Linked DNA regions of Canis lupus: region 1 is linked to region 2. The links are chromatin contacts, called in public Hi-C maps. All regions are on one chromosome and are shown on one strand. Each heading gives the region's core, a stretch centred on a gene start, on an enhancer-like site or on the middle of the called end of the contact. The rest is flanking DNA. Distances are from core to core; before and after follow the strand shown. Region 1 overlaps SPON1 (spondin-1). Region 2 overlaps LOC119864898 (a long non-coding RNA gene).

Evidence for each region. Hi-C and Micro-C count contacts between places; a contact is called where the count stands out from the background.
Region 1: a Hi-C map of amygdala shows a contact between it and region 2, with 8 times the contacts expected there. The contact joins two enhancer-like sites. A contact is called at or near these places in 3 of 9 Hi-C or Micro-C datasets (amygdala, blood and skin fibroblasts).

The regions. Positions count from the first base shown.
Region 1 is chr21:37,613,801-37,616,500 of UU_Cfam_GSD_1.0, forward strand. The region is part of intron 8 of SPON1 (spondin-1); the gene reads left to right. Among named protein-coding and RNA genes, the nearest start is that of RRAS2, 110 kb to the right of the region's middle. Within about 2 kb of position 1,416, at least 4 of the 20 cell types and tissues checked have an H3K27ac peak or open chromatin away from gene starts, as enhancers often do.
Region 2 is chr21:37,226,192-37,228,891 of UU_Cfam_GSD_1.0, forward strand. It overlaps LOC119864898 (a long non-coding RNA gene), which reads left to right. Exons shown (of 3, transcript XR_005375372.1): 2 at 2,201-2,336. Among named protein-coding and RNA genes, the nearest start is that of FAR1, 100 kb to the left of the region's middle. Within about 2 kb of position 1,425, at least 2 of the 20 cell types and tissues checked have an H3K27ac peak or open chromatin away from gene starts, as enhancers often do.

The sequences.
Region 1 (2,700 bases), core at 166-2,665, 390 kb after region 2:
CTAAGTTCCAAGGAGCTCCGACATTTAATGCAGAAGAGGACTTGCGGGCAAAGGAAGGAAACAGAAAAGGAGGAGCAAGAGGATTGGGGCAGAAAGCTTGGTATCGGAGGGGAACCAAGGGAAGAAAGTGTTCGAGGAGAGAGTGGGCAGCTGCGCCCGGTGGCTGAGAGGTCAAGTAAGCCGAGGGCTGCCCGGTGCTGCTTGGATGGATCAACATGACGAACGCCAGTGACGTTACTGAGAACCCTTCCTGCTGCCAACGGCCAGAGGCCTCGAGCAGGTGGAATGTGAACAGAAAGTGAGTTCATGGAGGGAGCGCGTATAGACAGGTCTTCTGTGCGGTTTGCTGTGCACGAAGGGAGACCAAGCAGTGGCTCTAAGAAGGAGATGAAAGAGTCCATGAAGTTTGTGATGGTTTTTTGTTTGGTTGGTTTTTTTTTTGCCTTTTTTAAGATGGGAGAGACTTTCTGAAAAATTGGGGGGGGGACCCACCAAAAAACTTGGGGACACCTTCTCACCCTTCGCCCATCCCTCAGACTTGCTGAGACCCCAGTGGAACAGAATTAATTGCTGGCAAACACTTCGGACGGCCCGAACACCCCGTCCCTCGCCACTTAGTGCTACCAGCCTGGTAAGGGAGAGGAGTTCTCCTTTGATTTTCCCGGACCCCAGCACCCCCATTCCTCTTCCAGATCTCATTAGGAAGTCAAATGAGGAAGCCTCCACGCAGCCAAGTTTTGTTTTGCAGAAAGAGCCCTGCCCCTCGTCACTGAGCCTGCCCGATTGAGGTTAATGGGATGCCAGCCTCCCTTGGGCCAGTGGAAAGCCGGGGTGACCTACTTTGTGAGGTCCTGCCGGTGAAACTGACTTGCTTTTCAATGATCTTCCCCTTCTTCCCCGGGACCGACCTCCCCAAGGACAGCCCTGACCCAACAAGTGCGCTGCTGCCTTGCTTAGCTCAGTAAACCCCGCCGTAGCTCCAGGCCGGAGCGCAGGAGGAGACAGAAAGGGCAGATTGTGGGCACACCCCACATCCTTCACGAGTTCCGCGGGCGCCAGGGTAGAAAGTGACCAGGTTTCCTGCAAATCGACTCTGGATCTCCACCACTCCTCCGGTTTAATCCGAATGCTAGGAATCCCTGGAACTTTTCAAAATAGTTTTTTTTGTCCTAATGAATCTTGGCAGGGACTACAGTCCCCTTCATTATTCCCAGCCACTCTGTTTAATTCATATTTAATAAGACAAGCATCTCCGTGTCCCAGACAGATGGGAGGGTGGATTAGAGACCCTGGTCGCCCTCTCCAGAAATCCTGCCCCTGCAGGGCCAGCGCCAGGCAAATGGCCCCACGAGGACAGAGGCATCTCTGTCTGTCTGTCTGTCTGTCTCTGCCTCTCGGATCAGGGCTGAAGGTCTCCCGGCCCTCCCTGCCTCCTGTGGCACTTGCCCAGCTCTGTCGGTGTCCTCGGTCTTGCAGAGACTGGCCTTGGACCCGAGGGGCAGGAGGCAGGCCTAACCTGCCCCGGGGGACCGGAGTCCTAGATGCCTCCGGCTTAGCAGCAGCTTTCCCCGAGGAAACCGCGCTCAAACCTGCCTCCCCCGACGCGGGGGTCCAGCCTAGCGCGTGGCTCGGGTGCCCTCTAGTGCTTTGGTTGAGTTTCTGCAACTTTGAAAGCTCTTTATTGGGGATTATTTGAAATACAGGAGAGCCCCAACCCAGTGCATGAGGGATCTGAACGGCCAGCGACTGGAGTCTCACCAGTGAGGCTCAGGTTCAGAAGGAATAACAAGTTCTTAGAAGGAGCGTAAAAGTCCCCTACTGCCTCTTTTCTTTTATGGTGCTTTTCAAAGTTCTGTTTGGAAAAGCTTCAAGGAGTAGAAAACCAACATTTACCAAATCCTGTGATGTGCTGGTCACGACCACAAGCAGTTGCCTCGCACAAAGCCCTTGGGCCGGCATGAGGATGCTCCCATTTTGCAAAGAGCACTGGGGTAAGAGCCTGGCACAGAGCTTAGCGAGTGGCTGAACCCGGATTCAAATCCAGCCGCCTCTTCCAATAGCCTGTGTTCTTCTTGACACGCCACACTGCCTCTCCGAATGTAAAAGAGGCGAAACACTTCTCCGTGTCTTCACTTGGTCTTCCTTTTTCATTTCTCCAGTGTGCACGGTCTGTTCAGAGCCGTCCTGTATCTGTTGGGACGGTGGTGGTGTCTCTCTGGCAGATCTGGACCAGCTCTGGACATACACAGATAGTCACATTTGTCAGCCACACTGCACGGAGACGTTTTTGTCAACCTGCCATTTTTTTCTCTAATTCGACACTGTTGTTTCATTACACAGATGTCTTTAGCTGGTGGATAATTCAATTAGCTACTTTTGTGATTGCTTTATTGTTCCAAAGCTGAGAAAATTAACATTTCTCTCACAGATCTGTAAACAACTTTTTTCCTATAATCTGGTTGCTTTCTATGTAGCTCTGGATTTTTTTTTTAATTTATTTATCTTGGCGTACGAGATTAGATGCGAATCCCCCTTTTTTATTTTTTTATTGCAGTTAAGTTAGCCCAGCCCCACTGTTGCACAACCTTCCCATTTCCCCCTCCTTATTTGTGAAGTCTCCTTTGTATGATACCTTATCTAAAGTTTCTGGGATCTCCAGTCTTTGCCATTCATTTATATTTCTTTCTTATCCTGAATATG
Region 2 (2,700 bases), core at 175-2,674:
ACTAGAAAGAGGAATTCACCACAAAAGAAAGAAGCAGAGGTGATACTCTCTGCCACAGATTTAATGGATATAGACTTAACTAAAATATTGGAGATGGAGTTCAGCATTACAATGATAAAGTTACTAGTTGGGCTTGAAAAAAGGATACAAGACTCAAGAATCTCTTAGTGCAGAAATAAGATCTAATCAGGCTAAAATTACAAATACTCTAACTGAGGTATAGTCTAAACTGGATGCTCTAACAGCTAGAATAAATGAGGCAGAAGAGAGAATAAGTGACATGGAAGACAAGTTGATGGAAAGGAAGGAAGCCGAGGAAAAGAGAATAAAAACTAAGAGCCCACAGGAGAGGCTCTGAGAAATAAGTAATAGTTTGAAAAAAAGAAAGTAACATCCATATTATTGGAATTATTGGAAGGTCTCTGCCTTTCTCTCATGAGTAAATAAATAAAATCTTAAAAAAAAATAGGTGGGGGGGGAATGAGGCTGGGGAGAGACAATATAATCTCACAGGGTGGACAAAATGGGGTGGCCCACCGGTTCTGAGTGTATTTTGGTTTGTGTGTTATAAGATATTAAATTCCAAAATTATAAAAAAAGGGGGGGCACCCGAGTGGCTCAGTGGTTGAGGAACTACCTTTGGCTCAGGGCATGATCAATTCCTGCATCAGACTCCCCACAGGGAGCCTGCTTCTCCCTCTGCCTGTGTCTCTGCCTCTCTCTGAGTCTTTCATTAATAAAATCTTTTTCAAAAATCATAAAAAAGTAAAACATATATGTACAAAAATAAAATTGAATACAGTGAAAGGAAGCCAAAAATGAAGAATATATCTATAACACAAAATTGTAAAATATGAAAGTTGGAAAAGACTTAAAAATGAGTTGATAAAATAAGAAACTAGTTGAGATGAGAAAAAGAGAAAAAATAATGGAAAATTTTAACCGGAAAGATAAACGAACCATAAGAAAAAAAAACTCAAGTTCTATATACTATTTTTCCTCAGCCCTGGAACTTTCCAGGGCTGTTTGGTCAGTAAACTTGCTGTTGCCCTGTTCTTCCAGTTGGCCTTCTGGGGGAGGGGCCTGCTGTGCTGATTCTCAGGTGTCTGTGCCTGGGTGGAGTTGCACTACTCTTGCCTCTGGGCCAGGCTCACTGTAAGCTGTTTGCTGTGTGAGGCTTTAGTTCCTTGAAGGCTTTCCAGGCCTCTTTTGATGATGAAATGAGAAAAAAAAAAAAAAAAAAGGCTGTACCCGGATCTCCAGCCCTGGCCTGGAGCTGAGTGATCTGGGTGTGTGCCAAACTCTGCAGACTTCTATGGTGCTCACCCACTCGGATCTTCCCCAGGGGCAGGCAGGGGGACACTAATTTGTGCAATTTGTAGGGTTTCAACAGGGACAGCCTTTGCCTGCTCCTGTGTGCACCCACTCCATAGTTCCTGGAGGAGGTGGAGGGTCACCCAGTTTCTGTCCATTGCCAGGCCTTGGTATGGAGAGCATTCACCCGATCAAGTGTGCACCTGCTGCACTTCTCCCTGAGGAAGGTGGAGGGTTGCTGTGTTTTAGTCCTTTGCAGGGACCTGACATGGAGAGCGATCACCTGATCCGTCCATGGTTCACGGTTATGGCACAGCACATAACCGTCTCCCAGGCTCACTGACTTAAACCGGTTTCCCCACTCCAATGCTTGGGAGCTCTGCTGGCTCAGGCATCCCTGTTCTTTCTGTGCTTCCTGGAATATCGAGACCGCACTGTCCCACCTGCGGTTCTGCCCCACTTCACCACTGAGCACCTTTCAGGCAGGGAAGGCTCTCACAGGAGCAGATTTCTAAAGGTCCCAACTTTGAGCCCCAGGGTTGTATCACTTTCCTGCAGCTGGCTTACAAAGACTCCCCCTCCCACTGTTTATCTTCCCATATATCCCTTCTGTTTCTCTTCTCCACACTCCTACCTAGCAAAAAGTGGTCACTTTTCTATTTGTAGAGTTCCAGCTGTTCTTTGTTTACATCTCAGGTTGAATTCATAGGTGTTCAGGATGGTTTGATTGTTATCTAGCTAAATTTAGGGGATCGGATGAAATGAGGACCCCTCCTCTTCCACCATCTTGCCTAGTTAGCTCTAAAGGTGTAACGCTAAGGCAGCAAAGTCCTAGTAATAGACCACCTGACCACTGACACGCTTTCATGTATGTTTGAAATACCAGGACAAGACTGAAGAGCAGGACACCCTGACTCAGTGCTTCTTGACTCGAGAACTCCTGCCAACTGCCACTGGAGAGGCTAGGTGGCCAGAGCTACATTCACTGGCTGATTGCAAATTCACACGCCTCCATGGGCCGGGTGGGTAACAAAACTAGTGACCTGGGGGAGGGTGGAGGAGCATAGGCAGCAGCAGGGACTCAGCTCGGCCTATTGTCACCATGTGGGGAAATAGGCACGATGTGGCTCCAGTTTAAGAGAAGCAAGCCCTACATTTTGCGAGTTCTAAATGTTTGCAGTGAATTAAATTTTAACAGCAAACAGCGCTGTCCAGCCAAACAAAATATATAAGCTGGCAAGATGCATCTTTTTCCATTCCTTTATTTAAATGCAAGATAAATAGTGTTGCTCAGATAGCATGAGCAGATAAAAAGTGTGGCTCAGAAACCAGATTCTCCAAATGTCATAAGCTATTAGATGGGTGGCTGGTTTGGAATGCCACAGG